Linked DNA regions of Danio rerio: region 1 is linked to region 2. A link is a contact called in public Micro-C data. All regions are on one chromosome and are shown on one strand. The core of a region is the stretch at or near the end of the contact, and the rest is flanking DNA. Distances in the headings are between cores, read along the strand shown. Region 1 holds the start of cebpb (CCAAT enhancer binding protein beta). Region 2 holds the start of inka2 (inka box actin regulator 2).

Region 1 (3,099 bases), core at 277-2,776, 190 kb after region 2:
CACATATGATTCCAGTACAGTAAAAATCATTTAATTCAATAAAATAGTATATAACAGCAGACCAGTTGTACCTTTATCATCTTTATAAGATTTCTTCACTGCGTTTCCAATACTGTTACAATGAGTTGCATCATACCTCTGCAGTACAACTCTTCCCATGACAACCACTGCCCCAGATATGGCGAAAGGAATTTAAATAACAGAATATTAAACAGTAGATATCTCACTTTAGAACCCGTACAAAAATACTTTACAGACGAAATACGTGACAGGGTTTCCAGATTACCAGAGCTGTACCGAGCACACGGTGGGGATGTTGCGCAATCCAGGCGCACAGTCCACTTTCATGTTTTTCTCTCGGCTGTAAACGCGTCGAACGAGCGCTCGCCCGTTTTTCCAATCGACGGCAGAAAACTTTTGTTGTAAATTCTGCACTCTTTAAAGTCACTGAGTCATTAAGCACCACGGGAGTCCCGTCAGCACTGGCCGGTGGCGGAGAGCAGGTTCCGCAGCGTCGCCAGTTCTCGTGACAGCTGCTCCACGCGCTTCTGTAACCGGTCGTTCTCGGCCGCGAGCTCGAGCACTTTGTGCTGCGTCTCCAGGTTGCGCATTTTGGCTTTGTCTCTGCTTTTGCGGACGGCGAGATTGTTCCTCTCGCGTCGCTGTCTGTACTCGTCGCTGTCCTTGTCCAGCCGCTTCTTGCCTTTCCCGCTTGAGGTCATTTTACCGCCCGCTTGAGGTGATCTTCCCTTACCTGACGGCGCAGGTGTACCTGGCGGGCTCGAGCAGGAGGAAGACGCGGTCGAAATGTTCCCCAGGCTGCCGCTCGGAGCAGTCTGGTACGGCAGGTACGAGCGCATGTCATAGCCACCGGGACCATCCATTGGCGTCTCTTCGTGTCGCCCGTTACTTTTGGCAAAACTGCCCATAAAGTCCGGGCTGAACACGGCGTCTATGCGCGTCTCCTGCAGCTCCGGGTACGCCAGCTGGTTCGGGTCCCGCTCGGTCAGCGAGATGTAGTTCTTGTAGTTCTGGAGCGCTGCTCTCTTGCTCTTGTTCTCCTCAGAGAGAAAGTCGCTGTAGATTCCCAGTGCGCGGTGCCGGTGGCTTTCGTCTTGGCTGGCCAGATGCTGGTACTGGGGCAAAGAGTCCAAATAGATGCTGAAGTCTATGGCTTTCTCGTGCTCAGAAATATCATGAAGCTTCGTCATGGAGCCGTTGACTGGCTGCTTGCATACACCGTCGCTGACCGGACTGCTGCTGGCGTTAGTGCTGTGGAAAGCGAGGTAGTCCCCCTCGTAAAAACCGGCCACTTCCATGGATCTTAACACCCGCCGGATTGCGGCAGGACGGAGATCAGGGTTTCGCCGCCCCTGAGAACTTCGCAAGTTTCACCGACTACAAGTGCAGAAATAAAACTCACGCGAGGATTCGAGAGTCTTCGATGGCAGAAATAACTAGATGACTTTGGTCTAGTTGTATGTAGGTGATAGGTTGCCTGCCCAGCGTTCGCTGGAGAGCTCGAGTCAGTTTTCATGTCTCGGATTGAGGAGTTTATAGGGGTGTGAGAGTGGGCGGCGATTCTCGATTTGGTATGTGACGCGTTTTTCTGGTTTGACCGCACACTAACAACTTAAAAGCGGGGTGCTCAAATCACTGAATAACAAAAGAAAAAAATATACACGACATAAACATATGCAAATGCGCTGAACGTGGGGTTTTATATAATTAGAATCAGAATCAGATTTAATGGCAGGTACACACAAGACTTTGAGTAGCCTATATTTCACACACAGCTTAGTCTAAGAATACAAAATATAAAAAATATAAAGTGTTTGTTATTTGAACAAGTGAAACACAAACACACACACACACACACACACACACACACACACACACACACACACACACACACACACACACACACACACACACACACATTGCCTATATAAGTGGAAATAACAGGGTCTAATTAAATGAAGAAACAATATTGTAACATTTAACAATAGCAATAGTCTGTTCAACACAGATCTCCCTCTTTGTGTAATTATTAGGATTCTTTACAAGGTTGCATCCTTATTATTTTCTTACATACCCACCGAACTATAAAGACAGCATCCATAAGTAAAGTGATAAAAACATCAGCTGGTTGGTGTACAACACTACTGTATGTGCTATGGGCATTTTTGGTCATTATTTAAGAAATATCTGACAATTTGATCAGTCAAAATAAAGTCTTCTGTAGTGTAATAGCTAATTGAGCAACAAAGGCACAATTGGCTGTATACTGTATGGTAAATATAGTCACTCATTGCAATCTACCAGCCATGACTAACAATGCAGTACAACATTGAGTGTCCTATTGCTTTTTTATTGATGACCACACACCAAAAGTCATTTTGGTTATTAATGTTATTAGGTAAACTCATTTAGCAACATTATTCAGTCAATATGACGATAGTCCTTGATTTGCCAGCAAGATTAAAAACAAGTACAATTAAGAAGAAAGGAAATAAAATATAAAATTCTCTATGGGGATGTGCAGCGAGGAAGTGGTCAAAGTTGGTATTGAAAATAACAGTAGATTGAGCAATCAGTTGTTAGAGCTATAAATGTATGTTTTATAACTTAATTTCAAAATTTAGTTTTTAATTTAGCCTACTTATAAAGTTGCCATCATGGATTATGATCTAAATCCAGGATCTGTTAAATCCTTTCTAGTTAATTAATTTATTCACATTATTCGTCGATTTCATATCATCAATGTCTAGTCTCAGCTCTCTCAGAGGGCCACTGCTTGCAGCAACAAATTTGTCCTTCTTCAGTAATGTGCTCAGTCTGCCACCTGCCGGGTCAAGATAGCACAACACGAGCTGCTGAACTGAGTTTCATCATTGACATCCATAAGCACACTTCTTCACCATTTTTCAATAATAGCGTTTCTTTCGTACCTTAACATTTACCATGTGTTCACCAAAGTGCAAAAAGATGAGGCTCAGTAATAATAAATACATTTCACCACAATTTTTTTTCGATATTGTGTTATTTCATATTAGATTAGATTAAACTTTTTTTGCTATTTCACATGTACAAGACAAC
Region 2 (3,254 bases), core at 521-3,020:
TGAATAAATAGAGTTAGAATTAGATATTAGCACATGCAGTAAAAAAGTGAATCATGCATATTCAGTGTGTTGTACTCAGATACCTCACTAAATGCATGGATTACTGTAGTCTTCAAATGGCTGTGCAAATGCAGTGCTTTCTTGAGGATTTTCAGTGTCACCAAAATCTGACTTTGGAAAACAGTTACAGAGTAAACTGTCATAATGAAATCATGACAAAGCCATTTGACTATCTTGTTCATAAACAATGGTGTCAGGACTTCATCTTGATGACACTGACACTTTCATTGACATCAATACTTGCTTTTGAGGAATGAGCTATCCATTTGATGATTTGAAACACATCTATTTGAGCATGTGACGCGCTTTTGCAGGTTATCAACCAGGTTTTTCAGTTTGTACTAATTGTTTTGAGAAACGCATTAACTGTTGTGCAAATGTAAAAAGTGTTTTGAGAAATGCGCCAAAGCCACTGAGAAAAACTGTAATTGTATTATCTTTCTATATCAAAAGATGTTTGGTGACTAAAATACAGTTTTATTAAATATTTCTGTTTAATACACCTGTTTTGTTCAAATGCACCAAAATATATTACTTATATTCACTGAGAAATGGAGAAAAATATTCAGTTTCAAGATGGGGAATAATCAATTATGCTGGGCACTGTAAAACTTTATAGAATTTGTAAAACGGTAATTATTGTGACCTGTAGTATTCTTAATTAAATATATAAATGAATAAGCGACCGTGCTAAATTGTAATATAATTACTTTATTAATTACTGAATTGGTAAAACACAGATGTAACTGAAACAAAGATTTAATATGACATCTAACAAAACTATTTGGGGCTGCACTGTGTGATTCTGAAATAGTCTTTTAATATGTTTCATGCAACATGATTTTTGTTTTAAATTGACCTGACAAACATTTTTTTGGTAAATAACACATTTTAGTGGGTGTCTTCTTCTAAATTAATACATTATAATATTGAAAAATATGAAAACAACTTAACAGGAAACCTATATACAGGAAACCTAATAGGTTTACAAAGGCTATCTTTTGTAAAGAATGCATATGGCAATAACAATGTTGTAACAGAATACCAAAAAAAATTCATTTAAACTGAGTAATTCCTTGAATAAGCTGTTTCAATACCATATTAAGGGATGTAATCAAAAACAATGGTCCCAACCATTTTTATTTGGTCCAATGGTCCAACCATTTTTTATTTATGCAGCTTCCAAGAATTCTAAACAAGTTACATATTGATAAAGTTATGATAGCTGTTTTAACATTAAGCTATGATTGAATTGCTTCTTGTTACAGTTCTGAATTAGTTCGATAACAAGCAGGAAATGCTCATGATCCACAGGGCCAATAACATGACCTCATTGAAATTGTCTATAGGATCTTTTGTCAATAATACACATTTTATAAAAAGAATCCATCTCTAAAATAATTAATTAATGAATTAATCTTAAACATATGTAAATGTATGGTATATATATATATATATATATATATATATATATATATATATATATATATATATATATATATATATATATATATACATGTATATTTAACAAAATCACAGTTTCCTAACACGGACTAAGGCTCTTCCCCCCGTCTAAAATCCAATCAAAGCACAGTTAAAGTTGTACGATTGTCCCTCTATTGTTATGCACGAACCCTCTATTCTTCCTGAACTGACCACTGGAGCGAAAGCAAGAGTTGTTTTGTTGACGGACAACCGTTAGTTAATCCCATTCAGGGACTTTCCCTCAAATCATCAGCTCTTTTACACCACATCAGTGCCTCCTTCTGCTCGGGGGCACGGATGTCTCCTGAATATGTAATGTGAAGAGTGTCAGAGGCTAGAGAAGGAATATTATATTAACATAACGCTGGTTATACTTCATCACTGACCTGAAACTAAAGCGAAGGAAACCAAAGATCTTAGCGGCAGCGACATCAAATTGGATGGAGATTTAAATCAATCAACCTGCTTGTAGCATTAAAATAATTTCATTCTGTAACGTTATGTCGGCAAACATGGAGGAAGGGAAAACGGATATCGATGACATGAAGAGCAACCTTCATCGTCTAAGAAATGAACTGGTGAGATTTTCTTGATCTTAATCGGCACTTACTTTCACAGCACAGGTGTGGTTCTGTGTTAACAGTATTCTTTGATATGTACGTGTATGTAATTATTGTATCTTCGCGTTATGAACAAATTAGTGCGCGTTTCACCGGCTCGGTTCTTCTTCACTTATCTGTTTTGTTTGCGGTGAGTTGTTGACGTTCATCCAGCTGTTGGCTGCGTGCCGGTGCGTGCAGCGTGAGAAAGGTGCAACCTGATTGGAAGCGGCTGTTTGAAAGGAAGCCGCTGATTGGCTGGCACTATGTCTTCTGTAATGTTTTAAAATTTGAGTTCTGAGTGTCTGCGTGCGACCATCACACAGCAAAAACTATATGAGATAAAAACCACCAGAAAAACGTGCTTGACTAATATTTCACAACAACCGATCATTTTAATGTAATGTTGATTTATTTTGGGAACACATGGTAGGTAGTATTAAGTAAGCTAACTTATACAAAAGGTATTTATTAATCTGCGTTGATGTCTGTTTGTATATTTACTTTTATTTAATAATATTTAGATATTTTAATGTTAACTAGGATTAATAAATGCTTTAGGGGTATTTTTTAACGTTATAGGGTAAAAACACTTCATTATCACCACACTCTGCCCCGCTGGTTAACGTAATTACATAATGAATTGTATTATTTTTGTATTGCAAATTTTCTAAATTGTTCAGTTTGATCAAATATGTGCTTATTAGCATACTTTTGCAGCACAATAATTTGAATGGTAAATAAAGCCTCACAATTCTTTCTTACATTTTTTGAATAAAAGGCTTTCACTGAGTAAAATTTGGGTTTCCTTTTTAACACTCCATAATCCAGACAATACTGTGAATTAGGGCTGGGCGATTTGGCCCAATTGAACATTTAACTCAATTACAATTACTAAAAGATTGTTTTATTTGTTCACTTTATTTTTTGCCTTCATAATTCACTGACAAGTTTTGTACAGTAAATATGCTCACATATTACAAGAGATTTCTGAATGAAGGCTGCATTACTTGATTTTAAAATAATTGAAGGAAAACACACATTACTGACTATATATGATAATTTATTGAACATCAACGTTGAACAAAAGAAATTAAATCACACAATGGC

The links. Hi-C and Micro-C count contacts between places; a contact is called where the count stands out from the background.
Region 1: a Micro-C map of caudal fin shows a contact between it and region 2, with 6 times the contacts expected there. The contact joins the promoter of cebpb here to the promoter of inka2 in region 2. A contact is called at or near these places in 4 of 18 Hi-C or Micro-C datasets (caudal fin, embryo, hematopoietic stem cells and 1 more).

What each region holds. Positions count from the first base shown.
Region 1 is chr8:30,387,420-30,390,518 of GRCz12tu, forward strand. It overlaps cebpb (CCAAT enhancer binding protein beta), which reads right to left and starts at 1,527. Exons shown (of 1, transcript NM_131884.2): 1 at 10-1,527. The coding sequence starts at 1,319. The coding sequence ends at 477. The region is part of intron 4 of LOC137496363 (a long non-coding RNA gene); the gene reads right to left.
Region 2 is chr8:30,196,178-30,199,431 of GRCz12tu, forward strand. It overlaps inka2 (inka box actin regulator 2), which reads left to right and starts at 1,771. Exons shown (of 3, transcript XM_073910455.1): 1 at 1,771-2,123. It overlaps ddx20 (DEAD (Asp-Glu-Ala-Asp) box polypeptide 20), which reads right to left and starts at 2,295. Exons shown (of 12, transcript NM_001123323.1): 1 at 1,932-2,295.